Linked DNA regions of Mus musculus: all the other regions are linked to region 1. Evidence: chromatin contacts called from public Hi-C, HiChIP or PLAC-seq and promoter capture Hi-C data. All regions are on one chromosome and are shown on one strand. The core of a region is the stretch at or near the end of the contact, and the rest is flanking DNA. Distances in the headings are between cores, read along the strand shown.

What was found. Promoter capture Hi-C pulls out the DNA fragments that hold promoters and counts their contacts. A called contact is a pair of places that touch in the nucleus more often than the background predicts. HiChIP or PLAC-seq counts read pairs in DNA pulled down with a chosen protein or histone mark.
Region 2: a contact with region 1 is called in a promoter capture Hi-C map of pre-B cells, with 6 times the contacts expected there. The contact joins the promoter of Nek6 here to the promoter of Pdcl in region 1. A contact is called at or near these places in 3 of 39 promoter capture datasets (cranial neural crest, pre-B cells and second pharyngeal arch cranial neural crest) and 1 of 484 Hi-C or Micro-C datasets (B cells).
Region 3: a promoter capture Hi-C map of 3T3-L1-derived adipocytes shows a contact between it and region 1, with 23 times the contacts expected there. The contact joins the promoter of Ptgs1 here to the promoter of Pdcl in region 1. A contact is called at or near these places in 17 of 39 promoter capture datasets (the 3T3-L1 cell line, 3T3-L1-derived adipocytes, the C10 cell line and 11 more), 2 of 15 datasets of contacts at CTCF or cohesin (large pre-B cells and pro-B cells), 7 of 484 Hi-C or Micro-C datasets (B cells, the Ba/F3 cell line, adipose-derived mesenchymal stem cells and 3 more), 22 of 115 datasets of contacts at active chromatin or transcription factors (the NIH/3T3 cell line, acute myeloid leukemia, astrocytes and 12 more) and 3 of 9 other capture datasets (embryonic stem cells, macrophages and pancreatic islet).
Region 4: a contact with region 1 is called in an H3K27ac HiChIP or PLAC-seq map of the NIH/3T3 cell line, with 12 times the contacts expected there. The contact joins the enhancer-like site here to the promoter of Pdcl in region 1. A contact is called at or near these places in 7 of 39 promoter capture datasets (the 3T3-L1 cell line, the C10 cell line, the HPC-7 cell line and 4 more), 3 of 484 Hi-C or Micro-C datasets (the Ba/F3 cell line, adipose-derived mesenchymal stem cells and embryonic fibroblasts), 13 of 115 datasets of contacts at active chromatin or transcription factors (the NIH/3T3 cell line, acute myeloid leukemia, bone marrow-derived macrophages and 7 more) and 2 of 9 other capture datasets (embryonic stem cells and macrophages).
Region 5: a Hi-C map of bone marrow-derived macrophages shows a contact between it and region 1, with 13 read pairs. The contact joins the enhancer-like site here to the promoter of Pdcl in region 1. A contact is called at or near these places in 9 of 39 promoter capture datasets (3T3-L1-derived adipocytes, the C10 cell line, HPC-7-derived erythroid cells and 5 more), 2 of 484 Hi-C or Micro-C datasets (adipose-derived mesenchymal stem cells and bone marrow-derived macrophages), 8 of 115 datasets of contacts at active chromatin or transcription factors (the NIH/3T3 cell line, astrocytes, cardiomyocytes and 5 more) and 2 of 9 other capture datasets (embryonic stem cells and macrophages).

Annotation. Positions count from the first base shown.
Region 1 is chr2:37,358,004-37,360,627 of GRCm38.p6, reverse strand. Pdcl (phosducin-like) reads left to right here and starts at 1,296. Exons shown (of 4, transcript NM_026176.3): 1 at 1,296-1,485.
Region 2 is chr2:38,510,367-38,512,990 of GRCm38.p6, reverse strand. Nek6 (NIMA (never in mitosis gene a)-related expressed kinase 6) reads right to left here and starts at 1,294. Exons shown (of 10, transcript NM_021606.3): 1 at 1,198-1,294.
Region 3 is chr2:36,229,115-36,231,738 of GRCm38.p6, reverse strand. It overlaps Ptgs1 (prostaglandin-endoperoxide synthase 1), which reads right to left and starts at 1,313. Exons shown (of 11, transcript NM_008969.4): 1 at 1,170-1,313; 2 at 976-1,071. The coding sequence starts at 1,176.
Region 4 is chr2:36,246,844-36,249,467 of GRCm38.p6, reverse strand. Ptgs1 (prostaglandin-endoperoxide synthase 1) reads right to left here. Exons shown (of 11, transcript NM_008969.4): 10 at 225-372. Among named protein-coding and RNA genes, the nearest start is that of Ptgs1, 18 kb to the right of the region's middle. Within about 2 kb of position 1,322, at least 32 of the 459 cell types and tissues checked have an H3K27ac peak or open chromatin away from gene starts, as enhancers often do. A contact at or near this core is called in the NIH/3T3 cell line, adipose-derived mesenchymal stem cells and pancreatic cancer cells, where this site is marked.
Region 5 is chr2:36,277,696-36,280,319 of GRCm38.p6, reverse strand. No RefSeq gene overlaps it. Among named protein-coding and RNA genes, the nearest start is that of Ptgs1, 49 kb to the right of the region's middle. Within about 2 kb of position 1,334, at least 20 of the 459 cell types and tissues checked have an H3K27ac peak or open chromatin away from gene starts, as enhancers often do. A contact at or near this core is called in adipose-derived mesenchymal stem cells, bone marrow-derived macrophages and pancreatic cancer cells, where this site is marked.

The DNA of each region.
Region 1 (2,624 bases), core at 47-2,546:
AATGGCGGAGCTCCGGGTCGAAACGTATCTCACATAACAGGAGACAGTGGATTCGACCACGAGGCTTGGAAGCTAGGGGTTTTTATAGAAAAGGAGTGGGGCTGGGGGAGGAATTGGCGCGGTTTCACATGATTGGTCCATTTAAACATCAGCAGCCTGTAACATTTAACTTAGGTCAGAGGGGTGGGAGCTAGGGAGGCGATGGGCTTGCCCGGGCATGTCCTGGTCTGTTCTGCTATGTTCTCAGCCCCAGGTTTCAAAGCTCAGAAACAACTCTTTGGGCTATTTAACATACATTACATGAATTACAGTTTTATTTCCTTTCAGTTGACATCTTTCCAAAGAGACGGTCCAGGAAAAGCCCCAGGTCCCATTTGAGTTTTTCTCCACTCCAGCTCTTGCCTAGCCCTCAGGTTAGGTCTCCAGGTTAACTTGGGGGCACTGGGCACCCTTCAACCTGGGGGCCACAGTATGTTATCCCTGCACAGAACTTGCATGGCAGGGGTAGCAGTGGGGGTGGGATGGCATGGGGAGGTACCTTGCATTTCTGAGTCTAGCCCAAATACTAGCCCAATCCTGGGCCAAATGGGTGGACGTTGGAAGCTTAGTCAGGTCTGATGGCTCATCCAGCTCTCCCACTCCATCACCCCCACCACCCAGTTGGGGCAAGAAGATGAAATTCTAAAATGTGAACATAGACAAATTTGCAGTAACATCTAGGTGGTCCTAGAAACAGGAATCAAGAAACCCCCTTTTCAAATTAAGAGCCCTATCTTAAACGCTGCATTTTATACAAATCGAGCAAATTTGATATGTTTTAATTAGCACACGGTTTAATTTGCAATCTCACAGTTGTGTACAAGACACGCCAACTAAGCAGTTTGAAATCATTTGAGGTTTAACAAAAGTTTTCAAACATAGGGTAGTTTCCTTGACTTTTTTTTTAATCTAGAATTTTCAAAGGTAATCATTATACATAACTGTTGTAAACTCTGTAAACTACAGAGTCAACTATTTGACTAACATTAGTTGATAAGAGTTATTCAAATTTCTTCAGTTGTCCATGCTCGTTTCCAGTCCAGCAATCCAATTCAGGTTGTCATACAACTTCTGTTCTTTGAGTTACTTATTCTTGAAGAAGTTAATGTTTTCGAGTTATTTTTCGCCTTAATATTCCTTTGTAATTTGTCTCGAAACTTGGAACGTAAGTTAATAAAAATTTCATATTTAACTAGAAATACACATCTACGAGTTTTGTCCTAAGCTAAGACCCGTAGCTCCTCCTCAGACGCCGAGATAAGCTTCTTGTGATTGGGTAGCGTGCGTCCGCCGCGACGCCGGAAGGCCGTGTGATTGGTCCGCAGAGTCCACGGCAGCTTTTTCTCTGTCGCTCAAGGCTTTCGGCCACTTCTCTTTCTCTAGGCGAGCGTCCTTTGTTGGTGACAGGAGCTGCTAGTCTAGAAGGAGCAGACTGAGCGAGGCGAGGTAACTAACTGCGCAGGCGTCGGCAAGGAGGAAGCGGCGGGCCTAGACATGGGTGGGGCAGGAGTTTACGCGCCTTGGGCGAACTACTTTGCTTCCCGGCTCCTGGATCCCAATTCCTCTGTACTTCTCAAATTCCTTTGGAGACTCGGAGCGTCCCTCCTCAGTACCGCCCTCTTCACTGTGCCCTCCCCTGCCCTGTCCTCCTCGCTACTCCGCCTCCTCAGCCCCACCTTCCTTATGGCTCCGCCTTCTCCACTCCGTCCTTACAGCTCTGCTTTACTTAACATCCTGTCCCTGCCCTTTTGTCCCATAAGCTCCGCCTTCCTGGAAGCTTAGCCCCGCCCTTCTGTGTTCCACTTGTGCAGCCCTGTCTTCTTCACTGTCCTACTTTCTCTTAACACTCTTAACTGCCTCTCTTGGAAGCCTTTCACTGGCCCTGCCCATATCACTGCTCCTCCTTTTCTGTGCCTCTCCTTAGCTCCACCCTCTTCATGATCCTCCACCTCTTCAAGTTTACTATCCCCACTTGAGGTTTACTTTCTGCACTGCGGGTGCATGCCACTTCTGTCTGCCAGTGTTCTCACCTCTCAGCAGCCCAGTCTCCTCAGTACACTCCTCCTCTTCTGGCCCCGTTTTTCACTCATCGGACCGAGTTGTGGCCCTCTGGCACATCCCAGACAAGGAAATTGTAAAAGTTTTCTTCCTTCCCCTGGTGCTGGCACTTTCCTCTTGGTTGCTGTTCAGCGTGCACAGTGCTCTGTCCTGACTGGAATCTGCTGTGTGGGAGAGAGGTAAATTGTAATAGAGTAAATACCATATGTTAAGTCTCTTCTGAAGGCAGCGCAGTGTTGATATTTGGTATGCTTAGAGGAAGGACGTTTTTGTTTGTTTGTTTTTGTTTTTGACTAGTCATTCCTGCCGGAGTCTTTTTTTAATTTATTTTAATTAATTAATTAATTTTTTTTTTTTTTTTTTTTTTTTTTTTTGAGACAGGGTTTCTCTGTGTATCCCTGGCTGTCCTGGAACTCACTCTGTAGACCAGGCTGGCCTCGAACTCAGAAATCTGCCTGCCTCTGTTTCCCAAATGCTGGGATTAAAGGCGTGGGCCACCACTGCCCTGCGCTACTGGAGTCTTAAAC
Region 2 (2,624 bases), core at 45-2,544, 1.2 Mb before region 1:
TGGGGGAGGGGAACAGTTTCAACACGTCCAGAAGGTGGGGATATTTTTTCTTCTCCAGTTTTCGGGACAAAGAGGAAAAAAAAAATGAACATGGGTCTTTTTTTGTTTCCTTCCAGGTTTTGTCTTCTGGACGACGATGTCCAAAGTTCACTGGTTAAGTTTCTCCTGTTGGGAGTCAGGCACCCATTCAATGAAATTCTTCTCCCATTAGCAATAGGGTTTTTAACATGCCCTTTTACACACACCAGGCTCCTGTGAGGACATTTTCCCCTCAAAAAGTCACCCTGCATTTTGCAAGTGGAGTGAAACTTTGTACATAAACTTTCTAAAGTTTGCTCTAACGCAGTTAAAACTTTCAAACACACATGCACAAACTGTCAATCAAAACTTCACGGACAGCCCTTAGAGGATGTGTCCCAAGCATGCTGTCACCCATTTGTTATGGCCCTCTGGGGCTCGGTTAAATCAGGGAAATATGATTAACTTAGAGGAGCAGGCAGAGAGGACAAGTATCTGGGGCCCTGGGTCTCCCTAGGGCCTAACCCCTAGGTATGGGGAACAGAGTCCAAATCTGGCCTAGCTAGAGACAGCCACGAACAAAGCCAGGGAACTAAGACATATTTAGAAAACCTCAATTCAAGTTCAGCGCAGCCCCCTCCTCAGCCTGCGTGGCCATGCAGAGTTCTGCCAAGGCCGGGCTAAGAGGCTTCCAACCAAAGTCAGAACCTGGGGATCTGCGGACTCACAGAATCCGGCCCAGCACCCTCTCTGGACAGGGTCAGCCGGCACATCACACACACACCGGCCTGCAGTGTGGAGTGCACAGTCTGGATCCTAAACACACTCTCGTATGGAATTTGTACACTTTTGCCCGTGCACGTGTGCACACACTCACTCGGGAACGTTCAGACACGTGGGCACACGTACTCCTTGGCATCCACGGTAAACACTCGATAAACGGATAAACCGAAGCCGAGCCCGTCCACCCGCACTGGTCCACCCCAAACTCACAGCCCGGGCCCCTGATGTGCACACGCACGCACTCCCGCGCAGCTGGGCGGATGGAGCCCGCCGCGGACACCTCGGCCTCCTGCGGGCGTCCCCGCCGACTCCCCGGGCACGCGCGCGCGCCCACAACGCCTCGGGTGACAGTCCCACGCCCTGGCCCGCGCCCCTCGCTGGTCCCAGGCCACTCACCGGCGCTGGCGGCTCTCTCGGCGGCGGGCGGAGCGCGGGTCACACGCGAGTTGGCGGCGCTGCGGCCGCAGCTAGTCCGCTTGGTTCAGCCGCCGCTTCTGCGCGCGCCCGCGCGCCCGCCCCTCCCCGCCGCGGGGCCGCGCCGCCCCCTGCGCCCGTGCGCGCGGCCGCCACGCAGGCTAGGGGGCGCCGGGGGCGCGCTCCCAGCCTGGGTGCCTGATCGTCCAACTCAGGTTGGAAGACTGAGCCTCAGACTCCAAACCCTGGGCACTGAACCCCTCTGCGCGGGCTCTAGACTTTATAAGATGCAGATTCGCTGGGTAACCAATTCGTGGACCCTTCCCCACACCCATGGATTCCTCATCAGCTGACATTGCTCCTCTCACAGCCCTCGCAGGACCGAAATTGACCCATTCACAGAGTGCAGCAGGAGGTGAAGTTCAGTTGATAGCATGCTTTCCTAATCTCAGCACTAGGGAAATTGGGCACCTGTAATCTCTGAATTAGGAAGGCTGAGGCAAAAATGTCTGAAATTCATTCATTCTTGGCTATATAGCAAATTCCAAGCCAGCCTGGGCTACATGAGATGTTGTCATTCATATTATATATATATATATATATATATATATATATATATATATATATATATATATATATATATATATGTATATATGTATATATGTATATATGTATATATATATATATATATATATATATATATATATCAGTGTGTACAATAGTACAGTGTACAAATAGTGCCCAGTACAGTTCCAGAAGTAGGCACCTAGGATAAATCCAAGTCCCTGCCCTCAAAGTGCCAGTATCTCCTGGGGATACTGCCTTCCTGGGAACTCCAGGCCAGCCAAGCATCAGTGTGCAGAAGGTTTTTAGGAGTAAGTGGGCCAGCCAAATACCCAGGAGCCTGGGGGTGGGGGTGGGGGTGGAGGTGGGGGGAATGACCTGAGTTTGATCCTCCAGACCCACACAATGGAACAAAAGAACTCCAGCAAATTGTCTTTAACCTCCCCATGTCTTCCAAATTCACACCAAGTGTTGTATGTTAAAAACAAAAAACAAAACAACAACAACAACAACTGCCTTCATCTATGCATACTTAACAACCCCACTAGGATGTCCAAGCTTCTCTGGGGAGCAATTAAGGTGACTCCCACTTCCCCTCAGGAAGGGATGCTCGTAGCTGGGACAGGTATTGCTGCTTCTGAGTGTTCTAGACTGTCTGTGTGCCCAAGCACCTGCCATCTGTCCATTAATCTGCTGTACATGTCTGGGCACGGGATAGCAACCTGCTGAGTATTCAGTTAACTAGTCTACTTGAGTCCACAGTAATCAGGCCCACAACCTATATTACTCCCCCTGCCTGCCTCATGATGTTCAGCCATTGTGAGGGTGGCATCATGCCACCCATG
Region 3 (2,624 bases), core at 64-2,563, 1.1 Mb after region 1:
AGTGCTGGATCACAAATGGCTTCCTTTCCAAAAACCCAGACTGTCACCTTTCTAGCACAGGTGTCCCCAGCTCTTTTTCTCACTCAAACCCCATCCTCCAGGAAGCCTGCTGTGATTCTCAGGCCACTCTGTCCTCTGAGTTCCAAGGTCCTGTAGTATCCCTTTCCCCCACTGCCAACCTTTCTTGGCCCCATTTTACAGATGGGCATCCAAATTGTAAAGAGAGGAAGGAAAGGTGGAGGGCAGGGGAAGTATGGGGGGGGCGGGGAGTAAATTATTTTTCTTTCCTAGAACCTGGTTCTGCCCTGAGGGAGAGAAGCGGGACAGAATTGCAGAACTGGCTTCTTTGAACCACTGCAGGTATTGAGAGTGACTGGATTAGGCTGATCCTGAATTCAAACCCTGAGCCCACTATGCATTATGTGACTTGGGGCTGTTATCGCACCTACTGAACCTCAATTTCCTGGTCACTATGTGCCCACTTCCCCATTCCCAGGATAGCTGGTGTCCCCCACCCCCATCCCTGTATCTACCGTTGGGGAGATAGGTTGAGCGTTAAGATAGACTCCCCAAAAGTTAGAGGCCAAAGAAAAGGAACTCAGTGTCCAGCCCGCCTTCCCCTTGGCGTCTGCCGCTTCCTCCCCAAGGAGCCCCCACAGGAAACCGCCGAGTTCTGGGGGGGGGGGGGGGGGGGGGTACAGAGGCTGCTTGGAAAGTCGGACCACATATCAGGTGAGAAGTTAAAGAACCTGTCTCTGCTTCCCCTGCCGACTCGGGATCTCAGTGGGCTGTGTGCCAGAGAGATCCCAGGTAGGCCCTAGCCATTCTCCAGGGACCCCATTCCATAACCTCAACACCCTATTCCCCGGCACCGCGAGCAGAAAGGGGAATCAGGGAGTCCGCCTGGAAGGGAGATGGACCAAGCCCACGGCGCAGGACTTGGAATTTTCACGGGCATCCGGCGGGGGCACCTACCTGGTGAGGGCACCCCAGGATCTGCGAGCAGGACCGAGGGTGTCGGCGGCAGCAGCAGGAGCAGCAGCAGGGGAAACCAGAGCGAGAGACTCCTTCCTGCAGAAGGAAGAGAGAGTTGAGCCTAGCGTTCAAGGCTCCGCCTGCAGGCCACCGAATTCCGGGACGCGTGGGGGCACCACTGGGGTCGGACTCACGACTCATGACTCTGGGAGTGGATGGATGTGCAATGCCAACGGCTGGCTCCTCGGGTGCAACTCCAGCACTGCCCCAGCACTGGCAGGTCCCCTCCCACCCATCTCACGGCTCCACCCCCACTCCTCCCTCCAGTTGTCACCTCTGACAGGCTGACCGCCAACTTCCTCTGCTCCAGCCTTAGCCAAGACGTTTTATTAATTACTGCATGGTGACTGCTCAGACCGTAACTCACGATCCTTGAGGTGCAAGATCTTTTTACAGTGTCAGAAATGCATCCATTTGGGATATAGCAAACTGAGGCTCTCTGAGGATGGGCACGAAGGAGGACAAGGCTTGTAGGCAGAACAAATGGTGGAAGAGGCTGGTTTGAACCATAGCTTGCTTGAAGAAGGATGAGGAGCAAGGAGGTGAGAAGCCATGCAGTCCAGTCCAGCCTGCACACGAGGTCCTGCATGGAAAACACGCTACTGCCACTCCTGCCCGCCAACAGAAGAGCTTCCTTCTCCGTTGAGCAGGCAGAGGCCAGGTCAGACATGAGGAGCTGTAATTTACATTCCTAATACACAGCCTGCCAGTTGGCTCACCTTTAGTCCTTGCTGGTCCTCGGTGTATTTATTTATAAAATGGACATGCAAAACCACCCTAGGCAGTGAGGGATACCCAGGGGGCCCCCACCTACTCAGAGGAGAAGTGTAGGGGGGAAGTGGGGGAAGGATTGTGGGAGGGGGTGGCCAGGAGGGGGCAGTGAGTGGGATGTAAAGTGAATTAAGTAAAAAATTAAAAAACAAAATTTTTAAAAGATACATATAAAGTAGATATCAAAAAATATGTATGGCATAAGGCAATTTTGTTTACTGATAGTTAAAGGTGAGGGGAGTTGTTTTAAAAGAAAATTATAACATTTGTATATTTTAATCCTTACACAAAATAAAATTAATGAGACATTTAAAAAAAACACCATAGAAAAAAATATACAGATCCCATGTGGCAGTGGCTACTCTGTGGTCAGAGAACCTTTTTCAAAGTTGCCCTAACTTAGATTCCAGGGCTAGCCAAATGCCACCCTCCAGCTGAATGGCCACTTGCCAGCCTTATAGGACCTAAGCCTTTGGGTCATTGGCTCCTTTGTACAGTGGGGGAAACTGAGCCTAGAAGGAGCAGAGAATAGGAGCAAAGCCACAGTGTCCTCGTCCTTTTCCTTGCCAGCTCTCTCCCTCAGTTTTCCCAGCACGCCCTCTGCCCACGCCCGCACCCAGAGGCATGGCTTGGTGGAAGGGCCCATTCATCCTTGTGCTGGCTCTCGGGCATCTCTGGGCTCAGGAAAGGAACAGGTAGGAAAGGTGGGGCCTGATGGGGTGCCCCTTTTGCTTCCAAACCAGAGCTGTTCCCATGCTCTACAGGGACAAAAGCCAACTGCTCTAGGGAAACTGAGCAAGCCAGGACAGACCAGGGGA
Region 4 (2,624 bases), core at 73-2,572, 1.1 Mb after region 1:
CCCCCTCCCTCTATTTTATACCTGGAAATTTTTTATTTATCCCTCACACCCACCTGGAAAGTGGTGTCTCTCAATCAGTAGGCCACTGTCACATTCACTGTCTTCCCTGACAATGCTCAGCCACAATGCTGGCCACCCGCATCATCCCAGTCTCTTTGCTTGTGATCTGTACTTTCTGGACATGCCTCAAGGGCAGAGACTATGCCCAGGATGCAGCAACCTACCTGTGAGCTCCTGGAAAGAGGTGTAAGGCTTCAAGCCAAACCTCTTTCGGTATTCATTGAAGGGCTGTAGGCGCATCTCTCGGGACTCCTTGATGACATCCACAGCCACATGCAGAACATGATAGTCAAAGTTCCTACCTCCACCAATCTGTAAGAGATTAGCATGCTGTCAGTCTCAGAATCAGGTCAAACTCTTTTACTGTCCTGCGGAAGGTCTCAGAGAAGAACTCCAAGGCTCCGGTTCTTTCTGAACCAGGACAGAATCTGGTGTAGCCCAGTGATCGTGATGCTGCAGTCTGGCTCTAGCCCTACCCTGCCGTTCTCACTTAGAGGCCCACAATGTGTCTGCTTCCTCAACACTGAAGTGTGCAGCACTTCACTTTCCAGTAACTTGAGTTCCTTGGAGTCACACCAACAGGTAGTGTCATCTTTATTGAAAGAAAGAAAAATAAAGTCCCCATGAAAATGAAGACTCCAGATCCCCGGGGCCTGTTGGACAGCCTACCTAGCTCACTAGGTAAGCTACAGGCCAAGTAAGAAACAAGGTGAGCAGCTCCAGAAGAGTGACACACACATCTGACCTCTCTCTCTCTCTCTCTCTCTCACACACACACACACACACACACACACACACACACACAGAGGAGCCCATAAAAAGTCATAAAAACTAAGGAGCATCAGTTTTAAGGAAGTTCTATTTCTCCTGAAATAATCATGTATAATTGAGCAGGAAAGAAAAGCATAACTGAATTGAAATCATATGGCTCAGAGCAAAGCAAGCTTGGAACAGCATGCAGAGAGTGGGTCCAGCCCCAGCTCTACCCATTCCAAGCTGTGTGGCTGGACTTGTGCCCCTCAAAGATGCACTAAAAAGTCTGACCTGCAGCACCCACAATCGTGACCTTAGCTGAAAATAGTCTCAACTTATTGGTGGCTTAGCTTTGCACACTTTCTATCACCCACAGGCAATTACGATCTGATAATATTCAATGGAAAATTCCAGAAACAAACAATTCCCAAGTTTTAAATTGCATGCTATTCTGAGTAGTGTGATGAAATCTAATGAGGACTCTCTCAATCCTGCCCAGGATGTGAATCATCCCTCTGTCCAGGATATCTGCACTGCATAAGCTCCCTGGGCTGTCAATCACAGAGCATCTGTTAGTTATCAAGTCAACGGTCCTGATAGCTGAGAGTTACACCCAGGTAACCCTTATGCAATAAACTAAATATCTTATACCTATGTCATTCATCACATCCCATGTGCTTGTGTAGACACAATGTCAACCCACATCATCTCAAGAGGGGTGAGTAATGTATACCACTGAGAAAGACCTCATTACATACTTTATTACAGAAAATTGTTTTACAATTATTACTATGTCTCTTACTAATTTATAAGTTGATTCAAGTTAATTCAACCTAATTTATAAGTTAAACTTCACCGCAGTTTGTTTGTATAGGAATAAATATGGTTTAGTACTCTACCATTTCAAACATCCGTGCCAGGGGGGGGAGGGTGTGCCTTAGAATGTATTCCCTATGGATAAGAGAACAATATAGTCTTCATGGGTGTAGGCAAAATAAAGTCATGCTTCATTAGGAAAGATCCTAATCCAAGAAGTGATGCCTTGCTTGTTTATGTTTGATTTTTGAGACAGGGTCTCAGATAACTCAGGCTGGCCTGGAACTCATCATGGAACTAGAATGACATTGAATTCCTAATCTTCCTCCTTCCACCTCCTGAGTGCTGGGATTACAGGAGTGTGTCTCTGTGCCCAGCCCAGTGGTCCCTTTTAAATGATCCTAGAGACATAGAGAAGACACTATGTGATAAGGTGATGGAGGCAGACAGTTGAGCGACCCTTCTACAATCCAAGAAATACCAGAAACTGTAGGATCACCGTGGGGAAGACATGGAACAGATCTCCCATTAGAGCCCCAGGGAGTGTTAGCATGACCCTGCTGCCGCCTAACCATGAGAGAATATGTACGTCTCTGTTACCTTCAGCCACCTGCTCTGAGGCATTTTGTCGGAAAACCCCAGTACACAAACACAAGAACAGTCTAAGTTTGTGTTTCCTCATATGCAAAAATAGGGAAAGTGAGAGCATCCACCTGATATGGTTGTGGTAAAATAAAGGAGATGAGGAACAAAGCAGTATCACAGTGTGGTCCCATGGCAACACCCCAGACAGTAGCCATCCGCAGTGACATTAGAGAAAACCCTGCTTTGTCCATCTCTGCTCCGTTTTACTATCCTGAGAGTCAACACCTGCTATCTTCTGGCAATTTCAAAACCCAACCTTTCACACACTCCACAGTCACCTAACCCTACACAAAGGCTACTATCACTTCTCGAACACACCCATGTTGCCACAGAGAGCAGAGGACAGAAAC
Region 5 (2,624 bases), core at 85-2,584, 1.1 Mb after region 1:
GGTTTGGGTATCATGGTGACTGTGGTCTCATAAAATGAAGCAAAGTTTCTTCTGCTTCTATTTTGTAGAATAGTTTGAAGAGTGTTGGTATTAAGTATTCTTTGAAAGTCTGGTAGAATTCTACATTAAAACCATCTGGCCCTGTGCTTTTTTTTTTTTTTTTTTTTTTTTTGGGTTGGAAGACTTTTTTCCTTAGGGTATATGGGTTTATTGGAATTATTTATCTGATCTTGATTTCCCAATTTTGTGTGGTATGGCTTTTTGAAGTATGACCTAATGATTCTTTGGATTGCTTTAGTGTCTCCCTTTCCATTTATGATTTTATTAATTTGGATATTCTTTCAGTATCTTTTACATAGTTTTAATAAGGGTTTACCAATTTATTGGTTTTCTCAAAGAACCAACTCTTTGCTTCCTTGATTTTTTTGTCTTTTTCTCTTTGTTTCTATTATATTGATTTCAGCCCTTAATTTGATTATTTCCTGCCATCTACTCTTCTTTGGGTATTGTGATGATTTGAATAGGAATGCCTCCCCCCCCCCAAAGACTCATGTGTTTGAATGTTTGGCCCATAAGGAGTGGCACTATTAAAAGGCATAGCCTTTTTAGAGGAAGTGTACCCCTGTGGGGGAGGGCTTTAAGGTCTCCTATTCTCAAACTATACTGTCTCCTTCTGTACACCATCTCCATCTGCTGCCTTCAGAGCAAGATACAGAACTCTCAGCTCCTTCTCAAGCACCATGTCTGTCTGCATGCTACCATGCTTCTCAACATGGTGATAACTGACTGAACATCTGAAACTGTAAGCAAGCTCCAATGAAACGTTTTCCTTTATATTTCTTTTATATTTCCAAGTTGCCATGGTCATGGTGTCTCTCCCTAGCTAAGATGGGTGTCTTTGTTCTGTTTGTTCTGGAGCTTTCAGGTGTGCTGTTAAGCTGCTAGTGAGGAACAATTACACAACTTTACAAACGGGTTTGTACTGGACAGTGTAAACATTCCTAGGCACTGCCCTTGCTAGTGAAGACATTCATGCCACATCTCCAGCAGAACTGAAGAAGTTGACTAAAAAGAAAGACCCAAAGGAAGTCTTTGATTATAGTGAAACACAATAACCAATGTTGGGCCACAAATCACCACAACTGAGGAGTCCTCATTCATCTAAGTTTTCACTGTCTGTGGTTTTGGTACAGAGACTGTTTTAGATAAAAAAACAGTTCATACACTTGAGATGATGTAACATGATAAGTAATGTGATGAGATCTGCTGTCCTACTCCATCCTGTCCAAAGCATGACTCATCACTCTGTCCAGCAGAGCCACGCTTGTATACATTTCCCACCCACTAGTCACTCAGTAATGCCCTTGGTTATCAGATACAGACATACTGTCGTGATATCACAGTGCTTGTACTCAGATAACCCTTGTCTTTCGTAACAATGGCCCCAACATGCATGAGTCATTTTTGTGATATGTCAAAGAGAAGTTGTAAAGTGTTCTTAACTTTGGGGTTCTGAACTTTGGTACAGATATTATGTGGGGGGAAAAACATAGAATGAATAGATAGATAGAGATGATAGATAGATAGATAGATAGATAGATAGATAGATAGATAGATAGATAGATAGATAGCATTTTAGTTTGAGTCCCAGTGGTTTTCTTATTTTATTTTATTTTGTTTTGTTCATTGACCTTGGGTTTGTGCCATAAGCCCTCAATCACTGAGCTAAATCCCCAAACTTGTTTAAGTAGCATTTGATTCAGTTTCAGTCATCCACTAGGGATCTCAGAATGTAGTTCATACGGATAAGAGTGGAGACTACTTAAGATTAATGCTATAAGCCAAGGTTTGAGATACAACTGGGTACCAAGGTATAAGGCACAGGGATAACTAGGTTCACTGGGGTTTGCTCCTTCAACTGAGACAAATGGGGAACAACACAAATCAATATTCATGCAATGTCTGATGCCCAAGAAGGAAATATTGGCAAGACATTATTGTCACATACCAATAATTATTTTTCCCCTGAAACTTCCAAAACAGTTGGGATACTTGGACTGGATTGCATTGGTAATTGAGTAGCAATATCTTGGGAGCATAGTTCAGTTTTGGATCATGAAGTACACTCGAATTAGACTGGCACTATAAGTGTTCTTGGCAGCAACACTCATGACAGCATATACCATGCTGGTAGTCTGTTGTGCTAAATGGAACTTGGGAGGTTGGGAATTTGATTTTTTTAATCAAAATATTTATATTTTGATGTTTTTGAGTGTTACTGTGACATGCAAAGTTACAAGAAGAGAAAAATGCCCAATGAAATATGATAACAAGAGTGCACAAAATAGAACCTTTCTATTACCTGAACTATAAAGTATATTCGCTTTTTAAATAGTAAAGGGGATATCACTTTGGTTATCCATTTAATGTAAAATAATTTCTGATTCAAGTGCCAAATCAACAATAGAAGACTGATTAATGTTTCTAGATTCTATCTAAGTAAAAAAAAAAAAAATGGACTGCCTGGATCTACTTCCTATATGAACTAAGAAGAATAATGAAGCCACTCATTCATTAGAGACTGAATCATATTTCTGTGGTGAGTACTAATTACTTTTCTCATC